Linked DNA regions of Sus scrofa: region 2 is linked to region 1. Evidence: chromatin contacts called from public HiChIP or PLAC-seq data. All regions are on one chromosome and are shown on one strand. Each heading gives the region's core, a stretch centred on a gene start, on an enhancer-like site or on the middle of the called end of the contact. The rest is flanking DNA. Distances are from core to core; before and after follow the strand shown. Region 1 holds the start of SAR1B (secretion associated Ras related GTPase 1B). Region 2 holds the start of PCBD2 (pterin-4-alpha-carbinolamine dehydratase 2).

Region 1 (3,182 bases), core at 12-2,511:
TTAACCCCTTTGAGGACAAAAATGTACCTAGGAGTCCTTCATATTATGAATGAATCATGTGCTCATATACATTTTTTTCTTTTTTATTAGGGCCGTACCCCTGGCATATGGAAGTTCCCAGGTTAGGGGTCAAATTGGAGCTGCAGCTGCCAGTGTACACCACAGCCACAGCGACGTGGGATTCGAGCCATGTCTGCAACCTACACCACAGCTCACGGCAATGCCACAATCCCTGACCCACTGAATGAGGCCAGGGATCCGACACACATCTTCATGGATATTAGTCGGATTCATTTCTGCTGCGCCACAACGGGAACTCCCACTTGCTCATATATATTATGCACCTATTGTATGCCAGGCACTGAAAATGGATTCAAGAGCGGAAAAGGCAGATGTGGTTCTTGACCTAAGGAACCTTGATAGAATATCTGTTGGGGAAAGCTATAGATAAATAATCATACAAATTTAACTGTACAATTATAAGCAACATAGCTTCAATGATATGGCAAATTGTACAGTTGCTGGGAAGCCTGTAAAGGAGGGCTTAACCAAGCCTGAGAGGGAGGCTTTGATAAGAGATGGGGACCTGTGCTGACATGGGAAGAGTGTGTAGATGTTAGCAGGAAGGAGAGGAGCAATCTGGGGAAGACGTTCTGGCAGAGGAATGACAAGCACGAAGGGAGGACCCATGAGTAAGGCGTTTCCTGAGGCTGGGGGGAAAGAGGAGGAGATCTAGCAGAGCCATCATAGGCTTTGTTGGCAATCTATCGGAAAACTCTGCTTCGGTCCCCAAAGCCCTTCCTGTTCTGTCCGCATCACCTAGAATCCTAGTGTTGAGAGCAATCTTGGAAGCACTGTCATCACACTTTCATGCAAGGCACCCAAGGAATCCCATCTGAATACATTTAAGAAAGGCAGCATCCATTAGCAAAGAACTGCGGAGTCAGTCTTGCTTAAAGCTCAACAGCCAGCATCCAACATACTATCTGGCACGCAGTTACATTTTGTAAATTACTTGTTGAATTCAAGAAACAAGTGTACTTTAAAAATGTGTTTTTCAAAAAAGGATGTCACATATAATTTCCCCAAGCTAAGCACCTGTGTTCCCTTCTCTGTTTAGGCCCGCGGCCCCAGAAGCGCGTTCAGTTGGAGGTCTGGAGCTCGCCCCAGGTCTTGGCGCGCTCACGGTGGGATTGGCCGCGGAACCGCCAGGAGGCGGAACTTCGGCGCGTGGCGCTGCAGTCCCGAGAACCTTCGGGAGTGAAGCACCCGCCGGCCCGGAAGGAGCTGACGCGAGTTCGGGCCGCGGCAGCCATCGCGCTTGACACCGGAGTGCCGAGGGCCGACGCCGAGAAAGGAATCGCGTTCTCTCCAGTCGCAGGTGAGTGATGGCCTCCCCTCCCGGGAGAACCGGCGGGCGGCAGCGGTGGGCCCCGGGAAAAGAGCACTTTTAGGACCTGGGCCCACCCGATGCCCCTGCCTGTACCCGGGCGAGGACGGGGCGCCTGTTTTTAGCCCCGGAATCTGGCGACGGGATAAGAGGACGGGTTCCTTTCGTGCTCCTCGGAGCCTGAGGGTCGTCGGGACGGGACAGCGCTCCTGTCAAACGGTGGGTGATTTCGGGAAGGAACGAGGTGACTCTGAACTGCAGGCAGGCCTTTCCTTCCCCTCGGCCTCAGTTTCCTCACCTGGGAAGGCGGCGGGGATCACTGACAGGTCAAGAGGCTGTGACGCGGTGTGTTGTTTTCAGCTCTCCCACTTAGTGTGGGGGGACAAATCGAGCTTCCTTACTATCAGTAGTTAACGTTTTGCCACAGCCCAAGTCCGAGTTTAGTGGGAAAAAGATACAGTGTTGGGGGAAGAACTGTTGTTATATACAGATTGTTCCAAGAGTTGCCAGCAAGATAGAAATTGATTTTGACAACAGCTGAAACTCTGATGTTGTTGACCAAAAGAACCAAACTCATCACGAATTTAAGGTATTAGGTATACTGGGGAAAATGGGGTGAAGAAATCCCTTTAATTAAAAAAATTAAACCTAATATTATTGCACTTTTTTTATACCAAGATCGGTACTACCACTGTGTCTCACTCATAAGAATGTCCTGTGTTCAGTGTTAAAATGCCAGTTAAAAAGTCTTTTTTAAAATTTTGATCAATTTTATAAAGGATTTTTACAATGTATGGTCAATTTGACATTGGTAGAAATGTACCTATTTTGGTGCTTTATTTAGATTGTAAACAGCAAAACTACAGACATTTGGAACTACTTGCAACTTCATCTAAGATAATTAAAAACTGGCACATCTGGAGTTCCCACTGTGTTGCAAGGGGCTTGGTGCTGTCTCTGGAGCACCAGGAGACAGGTTCGAGCCCCCAGCCTGGCACAGTGGTTTAAGGGAACTGGCCTTGTGGATCCTTTAACCCACAGAGGCCTTTGCCGCTGGCCAAAAAAGGAAAAAGAAAAAAAAAAGAACAGGCACACTTGCCACTGTATCAGCATTTCTTCTACAGAGTGCTGGGTTATTTTCCCTGGTACTAAAGGAAATGTTTTTTTCACTTTTTAAAGTTTTACTGAAGTATAGTTGGTTTACCATGTTGTGATCATTTCCGCTTTACAACAAAGTGATTCAGTCATACACATTCATTCTTTTTCAGATCTGCCTCTAGAGTAAGTATTAATGAAGCAAGTGAAAGACGGAAAGGAACATTTACTGCCTACTAGGTGTAAGGCGCTAGCTATGCACACACAATCCATAAGGAAGTAGTAGTAGCATCATCTCTATTTTACAGACAAGGAATAAAGGAAGTTTTACACCTTGTCAATAATTAGTAGTGATGATATTTCAAAGCAATGTATATCAAATATTGTTTTAGTAGACTTGCATTCATTACCAAAATATTTTGAACTTCAAAAACTTTAGGATAGTTCATTGGTTTTTAGGGTTTTTTTTGTTTGTTTGTTTTGTTTTTTGGCTTTTTAGGGTGACACCTGCGGCATATGGAAGTTACAAGGCTAGGGGTCAAATTTGAGCAGCAGGTGCCAGCCTACTGCACAGCCACAGCAATGCTGGATCCAAGCCGCATCTGGGACCTACACCGCAGCTCACAGCAACGCCGGATCTTTAACCTACCGAGCAGGGCCAGAGATCGAACACACATCCTCATGGAGTAGTCAGGTT
Region 2 (3,184 bases), core at 119-2,618, 210 kb before region 1:
ACAGCAATGCCAGATCCGAGCCACGTCTTTGACCTACACCACAGTTCACAGCAAAGCCAGATCCTTACCCACTGAGGAGGTGAGGGATCCCACCTGCCTCCTCGTGGATACTAGTCAGATTCGTTTCCTTTGAGCCAAACTGGAACTCCTGGAGAGTCATCTTGATTCGAAATCTAGCTTTGTTACTTCCAGCTGTGGGTGCTGAATAAATCACTTCGCCTCTCTGATGAGCAGCGCTCTACAGTGGGGATATTACCACAGCCACCTGCCAAAATTCCTGAAAGGCTTAAAAGAGCTCTTGAGTGTGAAGGCACCCAACAGAGAGCCCGGCACGTGGCAACCACTCCAATCCCGTCCGTTTATTCATTCCTCTCCAAACCCCACAGTTTTACTGGATCACCAAGCACCCTAGGTAGAGGCATGCCTTGGGACACGCCTAGGTGACAGTGAGCACTCCACCTGCGTCCTCGCCTTAGTGGCCAAGAAGCAGAGTGCCCATCTTTCCCATCATCGAGTTATTTTTAATTTCTTCTATTAAAGGATTTCAAACTGCCAAATGGGCCCCCACAAGCAATTAAAGAAAATGAAAAGGTGAGTTTCACGCAACTTTTTCCCACTAGGTGGTGCTGCAAGTTAAAACTTTCCCTCCAGTTAATTTACCCCCCAATCTGTTAATTTCCAAAGCAGGGAAACTGACAGGATGCCCCTCAGAAAAGGAATTAAGAGGCAATGTGCCACCAAAAAGGTAATTCAATAGTAATTCCTTTAAAAAAAATTAACACCAAGAGAAATGAATTCGTTCCACATTCAGTCCCGCTGTTTACAGCGAGCGAGCCGAGAGCGAGACGGCGCCCGCTCTCTCCGAGCGCACAGTCTAGAGGACCGAACGGCAACTGGAGTCTCATCAAGAAACCCTAATGGTGAAATACTTTCGCAACTGCTTTTCATGTTTACTTTTTTCTTTTCTAATGAAAGTCGGCCTCGGTTGTTTTCCGGTTGGCAATTTGGTAGACGACGACGGGATTTTTAAGCCAAAGGAAAACTAAGATGCTGCGGCCACCCATGTCTCGGACCAGCGCTTCCGACCGTGCCGGGTACCCGAATGTGACTCCCCAAAGTCCGAGCCCGAAGGCCGGGCCCGCTTCGGGGTCGGCTCGGGTCCCTCCGCCCCTCGGCCGGCACGGCGGCGCCTCGCCCTCCCGCGACCCCGCGGGCTCTCCGCACTCACCATAGCTGCGAGGCTCTGGCGTCGACCCCGCAGCGCCGCGAACCAGCCCCGCGTCGCCCCGCGCACCCCCAGCGCAGCCGCCATAGCCTCCGGCCCAGGGCTGCCCGGCGCGCTGCCTGCCCGCCGCCCCGGCCGCCGCTCCGCGGGCCGGCCCGGAGCCAGGAGCCGCGGGGGCAGCTCCCGCCCAGCCCGGCCCCGCCGCGCAGGCCCAGGCGCGGTCCGGCCCCGGAAGGCCCCCGGAAGCTTCGATGGCCGGCAGCTCTGCCGGCAGCCGGGAGGGCGCGGGGCCGCAGGCCCCCGCAGGCCCCCGCAGCCCCGGGCGCTGTCAGACCCCGCTCCGCTGGCCTTTCGAGTCGTGCCCAGGTGCCGCGTTTCCTGCCTGTGCCGGGGAGGCAGGCGGGCTGGCGCTGAGCGTGCACTGCACGTTCTCTGTCTTCGGCGTCTGGGGCTGGGGGTGTCGCAGCCTCGCTGACGGCCTGACTGCCCTGGGCTCCTTCTGGGCGATGGAGCGAACAGATGGCGCGGGCAGGAGGATGGCGCAGGCAGGGGCAGAGGAGCTGTGGGGTGGGCGGGGTAAGGGGTTCTGGGGGACCGCTCCACTCTGTTCGCAGTTGGGGAGCAGTGAACCCTAGTGATCCAGGTCGGGCCCTTATAAGTCAGGGAGCTGCAGGTTCGAATGTAAGCTCTGCTCTGTCACTATTTCGTTGCCAAGATCCTGGGCACACTGGCCCATCTGTCTGTCCGGATGAAATACTTGGGAAAGTCAGGCTCAAGGTGCTCTGTAAAGGGCTGCAGGCGCACAGTGCACGGTAGAGACGCCGGAGATACACGTGGATAGACTTTTTTATATCTTTTTTCTTTTTACAAACTAGGTATTCTTTTACATGTGTATTAGTATCTTAATTCTCTTATCATTCCTTTTTTTTTTTTTTTTTTTTTTTTTTGCCTTTTTCCTTGCGATGTAAATCACTTGCCGTAAGGTTCACCCTCTAAAATGTACAATTCGGGAGTTCTTCTCCTGCCTCAGGTGTAACTAACCCAACTGGTATCCATGAGGATGAGGACTCGGGTTTGATCCCTGACCTCTCCTGGCCAGCGGGTGAAGGATCTGGGATTGCTGTGAGCTGTGGTGTAGGTGACACATGGGTCTCAGATCCCACAGTACTGTGGCTGTGGTGTAGGCTGGGAGTTACAGCTCCTACTGGACCCCTAGCCTGGGAACTCGCATGTGCCACAGGTGCGGCCCTAAAAAATAAATAAAATGTACAATTCAGTGGTTTTCAGTATACTCACTTGTAACTTCTTTTTAACTAGTTTTTTTTTTAACCTAAAATAATCTGAAATACGGACTTATGACCTAATCCCTCTTCTTCCCTTTTTGGCCACTTGATGAAAACACAACAGAGGAATCTTTCTACAGACCGTAATCAAATGTCACTGGTCTCGAGGGTCTGAGACATTTGGGTTTCCTTTGCCTGATGCCTCACACTGGGAGTTTAGGAGCATGAAAAATGCCTTACAAACTTGCTTATTACAGTGAAAACTGAAAAATGACCTGGTAATTGTGAAGTAACAAGAGACCCCCCTCATCAGTTTCCTTCCCTGACACCCCTGTATGAAACTGTGGCATCTAAGATCTGTCCTGAGAGCAGCAGCAGGATGCTACTCAGGGCCCTGGCGGAGTGACACCCACCGAGAGGGGCTGTGAATGCTCTGTCCTCAGATTTAAGTCCTAGCAAAGACTGACTGGGCACATCCTCTGTAGTGGACCCTGTCAGAAAGGCAGTCTCCAGCTCAGTCTTTCAGGTCTTGCTTCGCCACCTAAGAATAAGCCTTGGGCCTGGAACACTTCCTTACCCAAAAAGAGCCCAAACAGCCTGTGCCAGGCTTGTGTGAGAAAATCCTTCCCTGCTTCACACAACCTGTGCTTCTTTCTTCTGCTTAAGCATGGACATC

What was found. HiChIP or PLAC-seq counts read pairs in DNA pulled down with a chosen protein or histone mark.
Region 2: a contact with region 1 is called in an H3K27ac HiChIP or PLAC-seq map of alveolar macrophages. The contact joins the promoter of PCBD2 here to the promoter of SAR1B in region 1. A contact is called at or near these places in 1 of 5 promoter capture datasets (fetal liver), 1 of 47 Hi-C or Micro-C datasets (heart right ventricle) and 1 of 2 datasets of contacts at active chromatin or transcription factors (alveolar macrophages).

The regions. Positions count from the first base shown.
Region 1 is chr2:136,872,327-136,875,508 of Sscrofa11.1, reverse strand. It overlaps SAR1B (secretion associated Ras related GTPase 1B), which reads left to right and starts at 1,261. Exons shown (of 7, transcript NM_001008689.2): 1 at 1,261-1,381. It also overlaps a transcript of SEC24A not described here.
Region 2 is chr2:137,081,104-137,084,287 of Sscrofa11.1, reverse strand. It overlaps PCBD2 (pterin-4-alpha-carbinolamine dehydratase 2), which reads right to left and starts at 1,368. Exons shown (of 4, transcript XM_021084778.1): 1 at 1,229-1,368. The coding sequence starts at 1,312.